Linked DNA regions of Mus musculus: region 2 is linked to region 1. Evidence: chromatin contacts called from public promoter capture Hi-C data. All regions are on one chromosome and are shown on one strand. Each heading gives the region's core, a stretch centred on a gene start, on an enhancer-like site or on the middle of the called end of the contact. The rest is flanking DNA. Distances are from core to core; before and after follow the strand shown. Region 1 has its middle 7.9 kb from the start of Gm13398. Region 2 overlaps Sardh (sarcosine dehydrogenase).

Region 1 (6,363 bases), core at 990-3,489:
GGGGAAAGGCAGCCCAGGGTAGGAAGCTGAGACCATCCTTGTGGCAGTGATGAGCAGTGCCAGGTCATCCACCCATATGCTACCAAGTGCCTGGGACAGCCCTGGGACCCCTGGCTACTCCTCATCTTCTTTCTAGCCTCCTGTAAGGTTCTTCAAGGTCAACTCACAGTGCTGGAGGATCACCAGCTATGGGGAAAAAGGGGCGGGGTAACAGATGGGGCAAGAAAAGGGATCAGCACACAGACTACAGCTGGGCACCTGTGCAGAGGCCGGTGTCCCGGGCCGGGTGACTGCTCATCCTTGAAAGGCAGACGTCCTTGGGAGCCATGTTCTGGGAGACCCCTGTTTTCCTGTATGTCCCCTCCATTCCTGACACATTTATAGGACTCCAACCCACTCATAGGTGTTAGGAACATCTTACATAGGGGCAGGAAGAGGGAACAGGGGAAGCTGCTTTGTCCCCTCCACTGCCCCATCCATTTCTATACCTAGGCTCCTAAGAGCAGCTCCTGTTTGTTCCTGGGGTAACCCGGGATCGAACCCTCCCAGTGCGACTTGCCCTCTACAACCTCTGTCTCCTCATCTATACGACTAAGCCTGCAGAGTCTTAGCTGATACCTGTACCTGTCCTGCCCGGCGGGCACCCACCTCCTTGTGGCTAACACCCTCCCCAGGGTGCCGCCAGCTCTGTGGCCACTACGTAGCCACGGCTGCTTTTCTTGCTCAAGAATGACATTACGTTTTTTGGATAGCTGGGTACTTCTGGCCAGAAGTGGGCTAAGCCACAGTGCCACTGCTCTGCCCTGTCCCTCCCTTGAGTATTCACCAGTCTCCTGCCGTCCTGACCAGCCAACGTCAGGGTCAGGTCAAGACCCTGCCTGCTCCTTGTTCAGACTGAGCCCAGTTGGAGCCCCTGGGGCCGCAGGTGGCCTGGCACACTTCCTTTGAGTTATTTTTGGCTGGAGCTGGCCTGTGGACTCCTAGCCAAAAGCAATTAATAAATTTTCATCTTGTTTTGCTGACAGTTTAGATGATGCCCCAAAAAGTTCTGTCGGGAGGCCTGAGGGCACCTCAGGGGAGCAGAGGTGGACACACTACCTCCCCAGGGAGGGAGTGTGTGTGGTTGGAGAGGCAGAGGTGGTCAAGGCTGTCTGTTTATGACTGTGATGTGACCTTTCTGCCCCTATTGTCCTTTGTCCTGTACCAGCAGGGGACATTGCCTCCCACCTACAGCAAAGGACCCTGGGGTGCCCAGGATTTGGCCGCAGTCCTGGAAACTGTTTCGCAAGGGAGGCCAGGGTTTGCTCTGGGAGTGAAGGCTCTGTTTTTTGCCTCTGGGTAGGATTGGCCTTACAGAGGGTGAACCAGGTAGATGCTGGAAAGCTCCAGAACCCAGCTGGGATGGGCTTGAGGCCTTCTTCCTTACCCTGTATCCAGGCAGGATCTGCCCCTGCAGCTGTCCTCTTACCAGCAAACTGAGATGAGAAACAGACTCCAAATGCCCTCACTGCTGGAAGCTGCTGGGGGTGGAGGTGGTGGTTGGAGTGACTCTCGTGGTCTAAGAGCAGCACATCCTAGCCCTAGCCGGCTAGCAGTGGTTACGGTTCATACAGTGCTGAGCCCTTTTGCATTTGGTCTCATGGGTGCACTCCACACTGGCGCCCCTTTCCACCTGATTTCCTCACGTTCTGTCTCCTCTCTCCAGTCATAGACCTCACTGTAAGCAGAATTGAAAGCTGGGGATCCAGCCTCCACAGTGAGACATAGCCTAGCTCTTCATCCACCAGGGCAACAGCCTGCACACACAGCTGACTGGCACTTTCCCTTCAGCCAGTTTCCCAGGGTGCTGTTTGAGTGGTGCCAATTGGACATAGTATCCTAGCATTAAAGATGGGCTGACTACACTAATGCATCATATCATGGGGATTCTCCCATGGAGATGCTGTCTTGGCTATCTGTCTCTGTCTCTCTGTCTCTGTCTCTCTGTCTCTCTCTCTCATTGTTTTTGTTTGTTTGTTTGTTTGGTTGGTTTTTTTTTTGAGTCCCCTTCATCTAGATATAGACTGAAACAAAAATCACAGTCTACTTTGTACTGTCAAGGAAGGACCTTGCCCATTAAGGAGATCCTAGTGTCCAGGGGCTGGTGAATTGTGTGCACGTATACTCAGTACTGGGGCCTGTACTCCTATGACCTGTGCAATGCAGGGCCCTATAGGAGTTGTGGCCAGCAGGGGGCACTTCTGTGCTGGGCCTGGAGCTCTGCTGCTGGCTGATCACAGAGGCTGCTGAGATACTGCTGTTCCCAGACTGAGCAGCACTGAGCATCCAGGCAGGGGCGGCCAGCACTTCTGCTCATCTCTCTTTTTACCCTCTTTTCTCTAGTTAGTAGTATAGGTCCCTCTTTGTGCTGCTCCTCCCAGCTCGACTCTCATCCCTCCTGTTTAAAAGTCTAGACACCATATCTACGTTAACCCCCCCCCCCCAGGCCCTAGGGACCGGGCTGCAGATTGGCTATGTGGAATGGCCGGCAGCTCAGCAGTACTCTGGCTTGAGAATCCATCCTGGTTGCATTTGGATGGTGGGGCTCATGTGAAGGACCCCTCTCTCCCTAGATCTAAGTGTGGCAAGCCTCACACACTTTCCCGGCTAACTAATACTCCAGAACATGCAGGTTCTCAGAGAAAGGCTAGTCCCGATACCAAATGGCCCTTCAGAAGTGCAGAGGGCACTCTCTTGGATACCTAGGGTCCTTAGCCCCAGGATCCAGTGCTCCATCTAATCTGTATGAAGTGCCACGTGCTTCTGTTTGCTCACTGGTGCTCAGGACTGGCATCTGCAAGAGTTCTCCTCCTCCACTTCACCCCCAAAGCTGGCTGGCCTGGTGTAGACTTGACCTGGAACCAGCTCCTGGCCTCTGGGAAGCCCAGCTGTAGCTGCCTTGGCCTTCCCCCCAGCAGGAGCTGAAACCCTTGACTTCTCCAGTCTCTGGCTGGCGAGCAGCAGCCAGGCCTCCGGGAAGGATTCCTGGGGTGCGGTGTTGGTGGCTGGCTGCAGTACAGGGCATGGATCCCTGCAAGGCAGGCTCTCTCCTGGGAACTCTTGTCTGTCTGTCTGTCTGTCTGTCTGTCTGTCTGTCTTGCTCCAGCTGATTGGGTGGTCTGGGAGGGGACAGATGTGAAGCAAGCATGTGTGCAAGCATGTGTAGCTGGTGTCTGGTAGGTACTCATGGGAAACCACACCTCAGGGACACCGTGTGTTTAGGGACCATGCTGGAACAGGACACTGGTGTATCCCTGGAGGGACAAAGGATGTTAGAACCTGCTGTCAAGGCTCTAGTCACTTTTTATTGACCTTGGACACAGCACCCAACTTTCCTGCCCTTTAGAAGCCTCTGCTGTAGAATCGGGTGGCAGCCCAACCCACCAGGAAGGGCCATCTCAGAAGTTAGATGGACTGTTTCCTGCAGTGGATTGGGAACCACAGTGGCCAAAGAGCCAGGCATGAAGCCCAGCAGGGTGCTGCAATGGTCTTTTGTTTATCGGTGTACCTACAGTCCTCTACCACACATGGGTAACTGAGAAAGTTCATGAACTCACCCAGCATCACCACTGACCTCTGTTGCTAGTGAGTTAAAATAGAAATTTAAAGTATTGGTACAGCCTGGATAAGAGGTTGTAAATATGGCTCAGCAGATGCAGGGCTTGCTGCACAAGCTTGACGATCTGGGTTTGGATCCCGCCACCTATGTAAAAGCTGGGTCCAAGAATAACCTCATTTCTGCAGGACAGAGAGAGGCAGAAGCCTGGGGGCTTGCTGGTGAGCCAGACAGCCAAAGCAGCAAGCTCTAGGTCCAGTGAGGAGCCATGTTTAAGAATTAAATAAGGTGGCAAGCCATAAATGAAGATACCCAGGGCCCATCTCTGGCCTCTCCAAGTGTATCTGCACAGACACAAAATAAACAAAGCTGCAAACAGCTAAGACCTGGGTGTTCTTCACACATCATATTCTGAGAACTACTAGATCTGGGCTGAGGACCTGGAGGGGAAACTGAGGCTGTGATACTGAGTCCTGGCTTTTAGGGTTCTGTCAGGCAGGCAGACACCTCCTGAGATGAGTGACTGCAGAGAGAAAGGTGTGTACAAGGCAATCTAGGAGCATGTGACCGGGAAGGAATCAGAGTGTTTGCACACATATATGTGCACACAGAACACACATACACACACAGTTGGGAGTACATGATGCCTGAGTGGGTGTTTGACCTTGACACCTGAATGACAGAGCAGGTAAAGCTGCCTGTCCTGTCCTGTTTAATTTTTGTGAACTTGAAACAAACCTAGACATACCTGAGAAGAAGAAAACTCAACCGAAGAATTTCCTCCATCAGATTGGCCTGTGGGCATGTCCATGGGCCTTTTCTTAATTGTTAGTAGCCAGCTAACATAGGAGGGCCCAGCTGTATGGGCCTGTGGGCCTGGCCAGTATAAAAAAGCTCACTGAGTCACGGGGAACAAGACTATACATAGCACTGTGTGGTCTCTGCTTCAGTTCCTGCCTTGGTTTTCAATGACGTGGGCTGTAACCTGTAAGTCAAGCAAACCCTTTTCTCCCCAGGTTGCTTCTGGTCACAGTGTTTGACACAGCAACAGGAACCAATGAGGATTCTGCCTCTAGAGGTCCTTCAGGCTGGAGGGAGCCAGCAGAGAGCTACAGGGAAGTCTGAGCAGGGATCAGGAGTGGAGAGTGTCCTGGTGGTGTGAGTGGGAGGGCAGCCCTCTCACCCTGGTTCATATGCAGAAGAAAGCTGGCCATTGTAGAGCATAATCAGGATTCAAGGACAGTTTGACCACTTTCTTAAATTCCCACGGTGACATTTCTAGCTACGTCCAAGCCCTTCCCAGCTATCCCCCAGCCCCTTCCCAGCTACCCCCAGCCCCTTTGGGATGATGCCAGCACTCTGACCCTGCTTTACAGTCAGATCTTCACAGTTTGAGAAGACCTCAGAGAAAAGCATGCACGTTCGTCTCTCTGGTTGGGATGAAACTGTCCTCCCACCACAAGCTGGGGGACTGCTTTGTGAAGCTGGGATAGGGCCAGGCAAGCCTGAGGACACGCCGTCCCCTGGCCTGGCTTGCTGGAGTCGGGCCCATGAAGGGAAGGGAATGGAGTCTGACCCTGTGTTCCAGGCAGGGCTGGAGCAGTGTACTTGGATGCAGCTGTGCCCAGCTGTTCCCTAAATGACAGTGGAAACAGTCTGTGTCTTCCTAAGCATCTCTGCTGACTAAGGGGTTCCCCATCATAGGTGCTGGCCCTTCTGGGGGGGGGCTCATGACCCTTGAGTAACAGGAAAGAGGCTAAGACCTTTTGGCTTAGAGTTTAGGGAATGGCACTGGGGAGAGGGGGCTCAGAAGTTGTGTCCACAGCTCTGTTTGATGGCACCCTTCTCTCAGGCTTATTGAAGTCAGTCAAGGGCTCACCCTCTAAGGTTACAGCAGAGAAAAGGCACTGTGACCAGAGAAGGGTCTTCTGGCCAGAGCTTTTTCCAGAGTCTTGCTTGCAGCATCTATCTTCAAAGGCAAGAGAGAAAGTCTACAGATCTCCACCCTGGACCATCCCTGGGTGTTGGGCTTCCATGTGACTGTCTGCTGGGGATCTAGACTCTGAATCTGGGAACTTAGCAGAGGGGACCCACTTGAAGCTCAGGCTGGATAGCCAGTGGGTCCTCATGAACACTGCTATGTGTTCCAGCAGCAGCTTCTTCCCCCAAGGAGCCATCCAGTCAACTCTGGGTCCACTACCAATGGGCACACAAGTACAGAGAGAACTGTTGCTGCCACCCCAGCTGGACCTCCAGGACCTGGAGCAGGGCTGGCTGGGGAAGAATGACTGAACCGGTCAGTTCGATACTCACTCATCTGATGATGATAGATCATACTAAAGACCTCAGAGTCAGGCTGCCTGACTTCCGAAGTCTTACCCTCATCATTCGCCATGCCTTGTTCCCTCATATATAAAATAAGAGACAGAAATCCCCCAGGCCCAAGAGTAGTTGGGAATACAGATTGGGTTTGTGTTTACACAGTGGGTTTACAGAAGAAGAAAACTCAATGTTGAGTGGGTAGGGAGGCAAGAGTGGATCTAGGAGGGATCGTGGTGTGTGTGTGTGTGTATGTGTGTGTGTGTGTGAATATGATCAATATACATGGTATGAAATTCTCAAAGAACCAATAAAACCATGATTACAAAACAAGAGCAGAAAATTCCTAATCCTATTAATATAGAAAGTTAAGAGTTTACAGTATGTACACCCCCAGCATCTACCTCTCTGTCCAAAGTACCAAACTACAAGCTTTTCCACTAAAACAG
Region 2 (6,363 bases), core at 2,425-4,924, 160 kb after region 1:
GGGACCACCAGTCTCACCAGATCACCTCAAAGCACAGCATCTTTAATTAGACCCCAAGGAATATCCCTAGCATGCCTGTCACCCAGAAGCCCACTCCTAAGTGACTGAACACTCACCAAGCTGAGCACAGGTTCAGGACTTGGGTTATTTTGGGAGGATGCACTGCTGAACAGAAATAGAGAGAGCCCAGACTCTGATGGCCAGGCAGGCCAGCCTAAGGTGTCCAGGCAAAACATCCTGTCCAAGGCCAGCTCTGCCTCCTGCTGGGAAATGGGCACTTTGAATTAGACCCATGAGGGTGAGGCTGCAAAGAATTCCTGTCCCCATGCAGGGATGGTGCTCTAGAGTTAGCCACCTGGTAGCAGTGTACAGACTAAGCACTGCAAATGAAGGAGCAGCTGTCATAACTCGGTCGGAGGTGATGCTCTCTCGCCCCAGCTAGGACAAAGCACCCAGGATCCTCTTCTCCTGGAAGGTCCTGGATGTCCTGAGAGGAGAGTTCTGTCCATTCCCTGTGACCATCCAAGTGGTAACAGTTGCTCATTAGAATGGGTAAAAGAGACTTCATCTTATCTGCCATCCAGCACCATGTCCTTGCTGGACGCCTAACAGCCCCCCAGTGGTCGACAGACTCAGCTCAGCCCAGCAAGGCGAGAGCCCAGAATTTACTAGCAAAGCTTCCAGACCACCAGCCCAGGGATTTTCACAGTGGAGGTTTGGCCATATCTGCTTTATCGTAGACAGTATCACTGAATTGGACACAAATGTCAAACCCAGGGCAGAGCAAGGCTCTGAGTCCCCATTCCACGATGATCACCTGCCTTCAAACATCCCATTGGGTCAAAAACATAGTCCCAGGATTCTAACCTTTGCAGTTCAGAGACACTGTCCGGCCCTCTTGGAAGTCAGCTGACATAGGATAGATGAAGAGTCAGCCACCCTACCAGCACAGATACCATAGGGCCAAAATCGTAGGATGGCACAGACAATGCTTTGAATTAGTCTTCATGGTTCTCCCCTTTGAGACCTGGCCTTTGAGTCTCAGCTTCTGCCAGCAAAACTGCAGAGAAACAGCCTTTGCCTCCCAGGGTTCCTACATGTCACAATCACCCTGAAATACGGGCAAGGGAGGAACCCACTTGTTCAAAGTCACATGGAGGCATGTGTCTGTGAGGTGCTGGGAGGGAGAAATGTCCTATAACCTGTACCAATCCTCCTGGTGTAAACGTTAGCCAGCAGGCTGCTCTCAGGTGACTCATGACTGAGCAGATAGCCTACTGATAACCCTGGTTCTATAAGCTGGATAAGCACCAAAGCAGACGCAAAGACTTTGGTAGCAGAACAGGATCCGTCCTCATAGTCCCAGATGCAAAATCTGAGGCCAGCTCGGAAAGACACACCTCTACTCTTGAGTGTTGACATCTTTGGTAAGAGAAGGATCTGGAACTCCATTCACAGGGTTGGGGGATTCGACCCCACATCTGGTACACTTCTGAACTTCACGCCATGTATGGAGAGGTTCAGAATTGCACTCAGCCTAGCCTCAGCTGCAGTTTGAAGACCCTGGTGGTGTCAGGACAGGGAAGGCCAAGCCATTCCTGGGAAATTCCCTGAACATGTGCCAGAGTGGGGTCTCGAGAAGACACGTCCTGCCTAGGCCTTTACAGTCACACTGTCCCACAGCACAGTAAGTATATGCTCTGAACTCAGTCATTCTTAAATAAATAAGGACCCTCCCAGAGGCCCAAACTCACAGGAGAGGGGAAGGAAGCTGGTGGCAGAACTGAGGAAAGTTCATCCTATCCCTCAGGAGACAGCCAAGATACTCGAAGTGTAAGCACACTAGCCAGGGACAGGACTTGACCCAGTGCACATGTCTGGCTTGGAGGCTCGCAGGGTGGGAGGTAAGGATGGTCGTGATTCTCATGATGATGGTACCAGTGTGCTCACAGGGATGGTGCTGGTGGTGGTGGTCATGGTGATGGTGGTGGTCATGGTGATGATGGGTGTGGGGTGGTAATGGCGTTGGTAGTGGTGATGGTGATGGTGCTTGTGGTGGTGAGAAAGACAACGGCCATCATAATAATCAACACTATCATAATGCTGTTGGTAGTAAGGCTGATGATGGTGGCAGTAATAGAGGTATTGGTGGAGGGGTGACGATGATGATGGTGATGGTGGGAATAGTATTAGAGATGATGGCAGCGGTGGTGGTAATAATGATAACGGCAATGGTGGTGGTGATAGTGATGTCAGTAGCACTAATGGCGGTGGTGGCAGTGGTTGTGATAAAGATGTGGTAATAGTAATGACAAAGGCATTGGTGGTGGTAGTAATGGTGACAAGGATAATGGTGTTGATGGTGGCTATGGTAATGATAAAAGCGGTATTGGTGACTGTAGAGATGATGGTGTCAATCACCGTGATGAGAAAGTGACAGTGGTAATGGTTTGGGTGGCAATGTTTGTGGGACCGGTTATGTGATGGTATAATATGGTGGTGATGATGGCCATAATGATTATAATCCAATCTTCTAGAAATGGGCATAAGCAGACAGTACTTAGCCCACACTGCCTGACGTCTCACCCACAGTTGCTGGCCCTGGGGTCCATCCCTCTGGCCTGAGGAGAACCAGTCATTCCTCTGAGGAAACCCCTGTTGTAGCAGCTCTGACCTGAGATCCTTAAATCCGAGTACCTGGTAAATGTGCCTGCATCCAGACAAGAGCAGTGGGTCACAGAAACCTGGGGAGAAAAGACGTACGCCACTCCCAAATTAGTTCTAAAGTCATCACACACTGAGGTCACACAGGGTGACCCCACCTCATTCCAGCCACGCTGTGTTCCTACATTTTTCTGGCAATCATTTTATCCTCCACTGACAGCTTGAATAGTGGCAGGGAACACATGCCCAGACTGCGGATGCCGTATCTCTCTTGGCTGCGGCACAGAATTAGAGCAGAACATTCTATGGCTGTCTAAGGAAGGGATGAGCAGATCTGTGCTGGCCTCACAGCCCAAGTTTCTAGGCAGCTGTACTCTACGTGAATGCATTCTCGCTGGGACTCCATGGTTTATCAAATGCATGCGGTGTGAGCCTGTTCTATCCTGGGCAAATGGAGCCACAGCAGCGACAAGCTAGGGCTTCTTCACTGCCAGGAAAGAAATCCAATTTCCTCCTGATTTGAAATTAATTTTCAGAGGGAAATTGCTTTATTGTTATGCCTTGTGATGACTCCCAGCCTGGAGCTTGCTGGTTTGCTAAGAGGGGCCTGTTCTCTACTTGGGGGCAGGGTGTCCTCAGCGGAGGTGCCGGAGGTGCCGAGAACACCATGTCTGACCCAGTACTGGCTGAGCTGAGCTCTGGGAGACTCGCCGGGAAAGCTCTTCCCCGCTGGGGAATCTCGCTGGCCTTGAGGCAACTATGTGAGGAGCAAAGGCAGCTGGTCTGTTGGCTGCTGAGTGGACACTCACTTTCCCCAGCCCTCTTCTTCCTCTAGGAATCCAAAGACTGTAGATGTCTGGCCCAAGCAAAGGCATCTCAGAGAAGTGCTATTGCAAAAGTCAGTGCGTGTGGCTGGGCATCTCTGACCAGGTCCTGTCATGAGTGGAACCTGGCAGCCACAGCAGGGTCCTGGGCCTTGGTCCACAGGACAGGGTCTGCGGAACTTGGCGCTCACCAAAGTCATTGCTCACGTCTCTGCTCGACCTGGCATTTGCTGACTACGCAGACACACACATTCCTCTCCTGCAGCTGGTGGGCTAGACGCCAACTGATCTATAAATACGTGGCCTGGCTCCATGTTCTGGCCCCAGAGCCTCCACATGCTGATGGACAGTTTGTCAACACAGTTTTAAGCCAGCACAAGATATCACTTAGAATATGAAATTTCCCCTGGATTCCAAGAGGATTCAGTATTTGAGCAGATATATGTGACGCACCACAAAGCACTTTTGACATTGTCTAGACTTTGTACTGTTGCCGAGGAAACTGAGGCCCAAGAAGACAGGCATAAGACTCCAGGCCAACAGGCCAACATCTACCTCCCTGTTCTGAGGGTCAGGGTAGCGCAGAAGTGTTGGTATATACTACCCTTTCATATCTGTTGCCCAGCTCCCTGTTCCCTCCCCCACTTGCCTGTGTGCCCCACCTCTGGGGTCAGGGCAGTGACCAGCCAGCCTCTACAGCTTGAAGTGCCACCAGAGGCTAAACTGTCACTTATTGTTGGCTAAGTTATGGAGAGGCTTAAGCCACTGAGGTGTGTGTCCTGAGCCACACTGAGAGACAACTTTCCAGGTCAGCCCAAACCATAGCATGGACGCCACCGGAACAGTCTTGTTCTCTTTGGCCTAACCCTCTTTCAGGCCCTTGGGAGAAGGTGGGGTCACTGGGACAGGAGTCCCTGGCAGGGCACAGTCTTACGTAACCTCAGCTGCAGCCTGTGCCTCCACTCCTACTCTAGCCTGCATGTCCCTGGAGCTCTGTTCAATGACCTGGCAAGCCCTGTCCTCAGAGATCCTCCCAACTGTGTGGCCATGATCTCTGAGGAAGCAGGATAAGCGAGAATAGCTAGCTGTGCTCAGGACCAGGCGTCAAGTGTTTCTGGGTGTTTCAAATCTACCCCACGGCAGACTTTTCTTGTGTTATAGTGAACCATACATTATGAGACTAGCTCATCTTCTCAGGGAAGTGGCCCCCAGGCTCATGGTTGCTGGCAGCTGGGCAACAAGACACTGGCATCTCCACGTCAAACTTAACAAAGGCCCAATCCTCCCTGTGAGCACTTCCAGGGACTCTCAGTCCATCCCCTGGGCAGTGGCAGCCATTCTCCACTGCCCTGAGCTGCAGCTGCAAGCTCCCTTGAGCCTATGGGTGGGGATGCACTCACAGAGAGCGGGCTGCACCTTCCTTCTCATCACTAGGTCTGGCCCAGTCCCACAGGTGCTTTTAGCCAACACATCTGGAATTCATTCTAGAGCCAGGGGAGGGGCTGCTGGGGGGTGGGGCAGCTGTACAATAGGAATACACCAAGGGTTCAGATCCAAACACTAGAACTCTGATGGTCCACACTGGTGCCATATGTACACGGTACCAGGAGGTACATTGGCAGAAACTGCCAGGGAGCCAGCTTTGACGAGGCATTGCCAATGTCTGGCCTCAAAGACATGGGCCCATCCATCTGATAGCCCCACTGTGTGACCAGCTGGTTGAAATAGGACCCAGAGTCGTCCCATGTTGGATGCTCTCTCATGTACCATGTTCTCCTAGGCATGTAATCCTCAGGGATCTGCAGGATTCTGGGCTTCCCAGCTCACTGCACAATCAGTCTCCCCAAGACAAGAACCCTGGTCTTGAGAGCACAGTCTTCTCCTCTCCTGCCAGATGTAGGACAGCACTGGAAAGGGGTGTGGCCAAGAATAAGCGGGTAGGGCAGGCTGTCTGACTCAGTGGGTTCACTTACCAGTTCCTTTCTCTGGACAGAAAACTCATAGCACCGTGTACAAAGACATCTGCCGCTAGGCTGCTTCCAAGAGAAGACATGGACCCCATGATGTTTGAACGTGGTTACCACTAAGGCAGGGGAGTGGGCAAAGAACAAGCACAACTAGAGAACAGAGCGATGTGAGGACCACGGCCATTGTGCAGAGAACAGGCCTGGCACAGTTACAAACAGGCAGATGTTGTCATGAAGTAGACACACCAGCCTCTAGGGATGGATGGCTGAGCTTTCTTGAGTTTTCTCATATTTTACAACACAGCCAAGCGTTTGGTGACCTGTGCTGGTCAGTGTGTCTTTGCCACATGGAGAAGGCCATCTTTATGTAATCATGCCATGGGCTCTGGACCACAACCCTATTCCAGAGCTGAAAGAAGCAAGGCCGAGTGAGGTCAAGGTTGTGTCCCAAGGATGTGCTACGGAAGTGAGGTCTGAGTTGGACTGGGTACCCAGCCTTTGCTGCACAGCTATGGTTGGAAACAGAATGCTGGTGTTTGTGGCTCTTTCTTTCTTTCTTTTTCTCTCTCTCTCTCTTTCTCTCTCTCTCTTTCCTTTCTTTCTTTCTTTCTTTCCTTTCTTTCTCCTTTCTTTCTTTCTTTCTTTCTTTCTTTCTTTCTTTCTTTCTTTCTTTCTTTCTTTCTTCCTCCTGCTTGTTTTTTATAACGCTGGAGTTGAACCTGGGCTTTCACACACGCCAGACAAGCACTCTACCACTGAGCTACAGCACAGCTCTCTGTTTACTTGTTATTTTGAGGCAGGCTCTTACTAAGTTGACCAGGCTGATCTTGAACGTTCAGTTCTTCTGCCTTGGTGTCTGCACAGCTGGGATGGCAGGCCTATACTGTGAGCCAGGCCATGGGCATTAT

The links. Capture Hi-C pulls out chosen DNA fragments and counts their contacts.
Region 2: a promoter capture Hi-C map of liver shows a contact between it and region 1. The contact joins two enhancer-like sites. A contact is called at or near these places in 7 of 39 promoter capture datasets (the C10 cell line, the HPC-7 cell line, cranial neural crest and 4 more), 1 of 15 datasets of contacts at CTCF or cohesin (large pre-B cells), 7 of 484 Hi-C or Micro-C datasets (bone marrow-derived macrophages, embryonic fibroblasts, forebrain and 2 more), 6 of 115 datasets of contacts at active chromatin or transcription factors (T-cell acute lymphoblastic leukemia, VIP interneurons, heart atrium and 3 more) and 3 of 9 other capture datasets (adipose tissue, liver and pancreatic islet).

What each region holds. Positions count from the first base shown.
Region 1 is chr2:27,041,427-27,047,789 of GRCm38.p6, forward strand. No RefSeq gene overlaps it. Among named protein-coding and RNA genes, the nearest start is that of Gm13398, 7.9 kb to the left of the region's middle. Within about 2 kb of position 2,240, at least 28 of the 459 cell types and tissues checked have an H3K27ac peak or open chromatin away from gene starts, as enhancers often do. A contact at or near this core is called in VIP interneurons, adipose tissue, heart atrium and 1 more, where this site is marked.
Region 2 is chr2:27,202,932-27,209,294 of GRCm38.p6, forward strand. The region is part of intron 17 of Sardh (sarcosine dehydrogenase); the gene reads right to left. Among named protein-coding and RNA genes, the nearest start is that of Dbh, 41 kb to the left of the region's middle. Within about 2 kb of position 3,675, at least 57 of the 459 cell types and tissues checked have an H3K27ac peak or open chromatin away from gene starts, as enhancers often do. A contact at or near this core is called in VIP interneurons, adipose tissue, heart atrium and 1 more, where this site is marked.